Linked DNA regions of Mus musculus: region 1 is linked to region 2. The links are chromatin contacts, called in public Hi-C maps. All regions are on one chromosome and are shown on one strand. Each heading gives the region's core, a stretch centred on a gene start, on an enhancer-like site or on the middle of the called end of the contact. The rest is flanking DNA. Distances are from core to core; before and after follow the strand shown. Region 1 overlaps Lpp (LIM domain containing preferred translocation partner in lipoma). Region 2 overlaps Lpp (LIM domain containing preferred translocation partner in lipoma).

Region 1 (3,032 bases), core at 460-2,959, 410 kb before region 2:
AGTACCTGAGTCATTCAAACTCTGCTGATCATTCACTTTAAATTAGACCCTCAATCAACCTAGGCCTCCCCACCCCAAAGTTTTTATACGATATTTTATTGTTATGTGATTCAAAACAATGCTAAACTGTCAATGTCAGGCCTCAAACTTGAAAGTCTGGTTCAATTGATCAAGGATATAGACCTCGGTACGAGAATTAAAAAATGAAAATTCCCATGTTAATTCTAATACAGCCAGAGGTCAGAAACACTGAACACACATTGAGAACTGCCAACTACCAATGCGAAGCACCCATGTGTAAGTACTGTAGCAGAGGATACAAGGCAATGTTGCCAAAACACTTCTTAAAACCAGGCTCATTTTATTTCCTGAACGATGCTATCCTTTCTTGTGACTTCTGCCCATTACTCATATGGTCTCAGCCAGAGGTTCATGAGAAATCTCTAAGAAAGGCCACCTGGATGTCAGCTAAGAAAAGGACTCCTGGCTGGGCATGGTGGTACATACCTGTAGTGCTAATGCATACCAGGCAGAGACAAAAGAATTGAGTGTTATGTAGAAGCCTGGGCTACATAATGAAACCCTGTCTCAAAAAACAAAACAAAAGAGAACCAAAAGAAACAAAACAATACCTATAGAAACCAGCACCAAATATAACCATAAAAAAGAAGAAAGGAAGGAAGGAAGGAAGGAAGGAAGGAAGGAAGGAAGGAAGGAAGGAAGGAAGAGAGGAAGGACAGAAATAACTGTCTCCTGTCCTGCAAGGGAAATTATACACTTTGTAAATCTACCACATAAGACAAGAATAAAAATAAAGTCCCTGGTAGGTAAAGGCATGTGAGTTCATGAAGGTTCCAGCTGTGCCCAGTATCTGCCATACTGATCTGCACATGAGGATGCAGCTTCCCAAAGGTTCTCTTGGTGACTGGACAGAGAGGCAGAAAAGCTGCCTCTGCACAGGAGTGGGGTGGCTTCCAAGAGAGCCCGAATATGAATATCCTATTGAATAATGAATGCCACACACATGCCACAAAGGAAAACATGGGCCTCAGCGGGGCAGGCTGCTGGTTACCTGTGCTTCTGCACAGCAGTGAAGTGAGTAGCTACATCACCTAGGGGTCGGCCTCAGTTTTTCTCACTAGGGTGGAGGAAGGCCTGATTATCTTTACATTTGCTGCTCTGTTCCTCCCTCAAAAGCAACATCAATTTCCTTCTGTCAGCCAGCCCCTCAAGAGAAGCTAACGGCTACAACAGCTGGGCTGTTTGAGATGTGGACCTGTGCCCACCAGAGGCACTAGAGGCACACGTCACTTACAGTCCCTGGACTTTCCCCACATCATGATTCACTTCTATTCTTTAGTTTTGTTTTCTTTATGAGCAGCTAGCCTCATACCAAAAAGGGAGGGGAGTTTAAACAATCCTTTATTAAATTTGTTCCTTAAGAATTTCATATGTGTGTGTGTGTGTATGCATGTACATTTGTATGTATGTGTGTGTATACAGATACATATATACATATATACATATATATTCTTAATTACTCTTAGCCTAACTTCCCTTCTCTCCCTCCTACCCCAATCAACCCCAGTCCTCACAAACCAGTCAGTGTTAGTTAGACATTGTTTTATTCTAGTCTACACAATGTGGGGGAGATGGAGAGAATGTAAAAGCAAACTGAAAATAATTTTGGCAACATTCGTAGGAAATGACTAAGAGGATCGGAAATGCAATTTCATGTAGCACGGTTGTGGAAACACTTAACAAGCACACAACAACTTACCACATAGCAATCCGAGAGAGAGAGAGAGAGAGAGAGAGAGAGAGAGAGGAAGGATCAATCCTAGTTCTTTGCCTCATATTCATTCAGACCTCATATTCATTCAGAACTTCTCACTTCCTGCCCCTTGGTAAAAAAGCACTGAGAAACTGAACTCAGGTGTGAGTGCTTGCCTGCTATGCCGAACGTCCCAGGCTTGACCCAACTATGGCCCAAAGAATACAAAACAAATTGGAGTCCTTCTGCCCCAGGGGAAGTTCATTACTGATTGGGTACCTGGAAAATAAATAGGCAATTGAAATAGAGACTTTTAGATATTTTGATGGGGGCAAAGAGGAGGCTATCACATAGGGTACTGGGAGACTAAGATCTCCAGAATTTTCTAATTTTTAGGAGTTCTTGGCTAGAGGTGAGGATACAATAGGAAAGGTTGCATGTTCTGTGAAGGGAAAAGATTTGTTCAGTCCCAGAGGGAAGATGAAGTGTCCATTTTTTAACAGATTGGTGTGTGTGTGTACACAACGCCAAATAGATTCAGCAGCGTGTGAGTGTGTGTGTGTGTGTGTGTGTGTGTGTGTAATAATAATTTGAGTAGAAAACATCATAAATTTGAGAGAGAATGGGAAGAGAACATAGGGGATTAAAAAAGACAGAAAAAGGTATGGAAATGTAAATACAGTATTTATACATACATGTATGCACATGTATGAGCTTCTCAAAAAAATTTAAAAAAAGATTAAAAGGCTTCAATGTATTTAGCATCAAAGAGGTGGCAGGAAATGTTATGGCCTGTGGGGTAAGAAGACAGGAAATGATTTTTAAGTTCACTTTTGTTTATACCATATTAACTTATTTCTGTAGTCAAAGGAAACATTTGTATTTTAAATATTCAAATATCATTTAAAATAATTAAAAGTTGGCTAGTCTGACTACTACTGACTCATGGGAGCTGAAGGCTATCTGCCCTTTATCTTGCTGGGAAAAAGACTTAACTTTAGTGCAGTGTCAAAGCCAGTATAATATGTTGAGACAAGTTGTCAGTCTCGCCCAGATATGACCAGCTCTGCTTGTGTTCACTTACTTGCGTGTGGACATATACTTGTGTGGACTCTGAAACTATAAGCCAGCCCCAGTTAAGTGCTTTCTTTGTTAAGAGTTGCCATGGTCATGGTGTCTCTTCACAGCACCAACTAAGATAGTAGCTAAGGGAGTTTCTTCTTGAAGTTTCCATCGTCACTATGAAGAATGAAGCAAA
Region 2 (3,211 bases), core at 76-2,575:
GCCACCCTTATGGACAAGGTATAGAGAGCTGGTGAATTACTGAATGTGGAAGGGGTTAGTCCACTGTAAAGCGCTTATAAGCCTACGTCATCTATCATACTCCCCAAAGGATTAGTCATGGTCAATAAATTATTACTGTTTATATGACTGGTCTTTCCTGTGGTTTCCTCATAATAGCACCACGCATTTGTAACCATTAAAATTTATGCTTTTACTGAAGCAGAAGATGCACTGGTCTCGGTGTCCCTACGTCTACCTCTGAGCTATTTGTAGAGACTGCTAGAGAATCCCAGAAATCGTGCTTGCTCTTTACCCTTCGGTTCTGGCCCTGAGAAGAAGTCAACATGCACAGTGTTCAGTGCCTTCATTCTTTTATACTGTACAGCACAAAGTGCTCACACTCAGGTCATCTTTAAGATGGTGCCACCCAGACAAGCAAACGGTTGCCCTCGACGAGCACCATGGGTTGGAACTAGGTGATAAAGGGGAGTCAGACGCTACACGGAAGAATCTGATCTCGATATTACAGTGAACACCTAAGGCAAAAGTGTGGCTTTGTCTGGGCTCTGTTTGGTGTTAAAGAACACAATGGCAATTTGATGCAAATCGATCCACTTGGTACTGCTGAACAAGAAGGAACAACATGAAACACAAAGAAACTGATCTGTAGGCTTTGGGGCTAGAAGAGACTTTCAAGGACCAATCGTATTTGCCAGACAGAGAAATGAGGATCTGGAGAATGAAGCATGACTCAAGAGTGAGCTCTGACATGGCTTCCCCAGAACACAGACCTCTTGTCTCCCGATCTCTCCAAAGCAACCCCTCTGTTATACAGCTTCATCTCTGCCCTCCCCTTTCTCCCAGGACCAGGGGGCTGCTCTATAGCCAGCCTAAACTGTAACAGGGAAATGTAGTTCCTGCAGGGTCCTTAACAAGGGAAAGGGGGACTCCTAATGCCCTATGGCTTTCTCAGAGCAGTAACTTTCTACAGTTACTTGGGATAGACAAGCTGCCATTGCGATATAATAACCACAAGGCTGGAAATCTGTCAAGAATTTCCTTTATCTTCTGTCAGAGAAAGTTCCTTTATCTTATGTTAGAAATACACCTTGCGAATGGGGAGAGGTCAGCGTTGACTACAACCATCTACCAAAAGGGTAAGTCACAGATGCCCGTAACAAGACTACAGCACTTAGGGATAACAGATTGCAGAACCCATAAAGACAGAAAGCATTCAAAGCCTTTCATTGCCTCACACGCAGATGACCACACTCCATTCTTCTCTCAGTCTTATTTAACATCTGTGACAGCCCAGTGACTCATCCAGTCCCTGCCTGGAAAACTCTCTCATGCCCAGTTCCATCTTGTAGAGTGCAGGGAAGCAGTGGGACCTCCCTCCTGCTGGCCCCACTTCTCCCATAAAGCAGGCTGAATGGATAAGAGCAGCAATGACTGGGCAAGGCCATGGAAAGGCTGCATTGAATTAGTGTAAAACTGTGGTGTAAACCTGCGCCATGTACTAGATGCCTCCCTACACACACTGATTGTCCAGAGATAAGAGAATGGGGAAAGGAGGTGGACCAAGGTGGAAGAAAGGCATAATGTGCCTAGGATCGAGAAAAGCTCTGCCAAGCACAGGGAACAGTCTGCCAAACATACTTAAGGAAGTCACAATGGAAATGCAAAGCCAGTATTTATTCTGTCTTTTTAGTTCAAGTCACAGAAAGTATCTGGAAGAATTAGAAAATGCTTTGTTTGGGGAATTCCACAGGAAATGAAATTATCTCAGACAAAATTAGAAGGAAAGCAAACAGATACGTTAGATGTCTTGGAGATCACAGCATCCAGCCACTTCACGGCTGAAAAAGGCACGCCAGGAAGAAAGTGCGTTTCACAGTTGAATGGCAGTCGAACTGGGCAGAAAACCTATGTCTGCTGGCTGTAAGAATGATTTCTTAGTTCCCATCCCATGCTAGCATTGATTTGAACACTAACTGAATTAAGCCGACTCATGTCTGAAGAGCAAAGGGAAAATAAACTTTTCCCTGTGGCAGATGCCTGGAACACTGGCTTCTTTCTCAGAACTTCACAGTTCATGTCCTACATAACGTGGAAATCAAGGAGCAAGCGCCCTGTTTCTTCAGTAGTGCACGTACATTTCTTAGCAATGCATTGCATGTCTGGCATCCTCGTCGGCTCCCTCTCCTGCTCCTCTTATTACCATATTAGGCACTGAGTTCCAATGTCTGGGTCACAGGACTCAGGCTGTGAGTGTGAGTGCAATCTGCTCTCTGAGCTGTTTGTCTTTACTGGAAGCCCACTGAGTCCATCTAGGAAACATTCACAGAAATGCAGAGGGCAGGGAGAAGTGATTCACACCCTGAACTTAGAAAGGGGAGAAACGGTGCTTTGGTTTGGTTTTGATTTGTTTTCTTATGCTCACTTAAAGGGACGAGAACCAGATTGGAAGAGAGGGCGGCAAGGTTAGCAAATCTCAGAGGCTTCTGTTCTCCACCGTGGAAACACGGGCCATGGATGAAGCTGTGTGAGGAGAGATTCCTGAGGCCTTGTGAGAAAACTCAAACAAACAAACAAACAAAAACAACAACAACAACAAAACCCAAAAAACAAACAAACAAACAAACAAAAACAAGACAAAAGTCTTGTGAAGTAAGTTTCTTTAAAACAAAGAATGCGATTTTGTGTTCCCCCCACGTGAAGGCATGGGAATGAGTTTACTGCAGCTGTTTTAGTCACGTGCCTCTATGGGAAAACATTTCTTGTCGTGTCCTTTTCATTGTGCATTTAACTCTGGCGACTCTTCTTAACCCTCAGCGTATAAACTGTCCAGTGCTCTAAATAAAGTTGGCTATTACATGAGACTTTAATCAGCTTCCCTTTTAGGTCCCACTCTCCCAGGTTCAAGCTGCCAACGGGAGCAATAAAACCTTCACAATTGTATGTATCTGTCTATGGATGTGTGTCCAAGAGCACAGCCACGCTTGTGTGTTTGGAAGTGAGAGCTGTTGTAAACTTAAGTGCTAGGGGGGAAAAAGTTCATTCCAAAGAAAGCAAGGCACAACTGCGTAGACAACCAGAGCCTGTGCTGAGCCTTTGTCTTCCTGCATGGCACAGGCACTTCTTCCACTGGTATCGACTTTCAATTTTTGGAAACTGCATTTCAGAAGTAAAAAAGGTATTTGAAATATCG

Evidence for each region. A called contact is a pair of places that touch in the nucleus more often than the background predicts.
Region 1: a contact with region 2 is called in a Hi-C map of muscle stem cells, with 3 times the contacts expected there. The contact joins two enhancer-like sites. A contact is called at or near these places in 1 of 15 datasets of contacts at CTCF or cohesin (CD8 T cells), 13 of 484 Hi-C or Micro-C datasets (the C2C12 cell line, adipose-derived mesenchymal stem cells, brain and 8 more) and 5 of 115 datasets of contacts at active chromatin or transcription factors (CD8 T cells, the NIH/3T3 cell line, effector CD8 T cells and 2 more).

The regions. Positions count from the first base shown.
Region 1 is chr16:24,909,283-24,912,314 of GRCm38.p6, reverse strand. All of the region lies in intron 10 of Lpp (LIM domain containing preferred translocation partner in lipoma), which reads right to left. Among named protein-coding and RNA genes, the nearest start is that of Gm22672, 27 kb to the right of the region's middle. Within about 2 kb of position 1,709, at least 140 of the 459 cell types and tissues checked have an H3K27ac peak or open chromatin away from gene starts, as enhancers often do. A contact at or near this core is called in the C2C12 cell line, the NIH/3T3 cell line, embryonic fibroblasts and 3 more, where this site is marked.
Region 2 is chr16:24,493,770-24,496,980 of GRCm38.p6, reverse strand. The region is part of intron 3 of Lpp (LIM domain containing preferred translocation partner in lipoma); the gene reads right to left. Among named protein-coding and RNA genes, the nearest start is that of Gm24440, 89 kb to the right of the region's middle. Within about 2 kb of position 1,325, at least 100 of the 459 cell types and tissues checked have an H3K27ac peak or open chromatin away from gene starts, as enhancers often do. A contact at or near this core is called in the C2C12 cell line, the NIH/3T3 cell line, embryonic fibroblasts and 3 more, where this site is marked.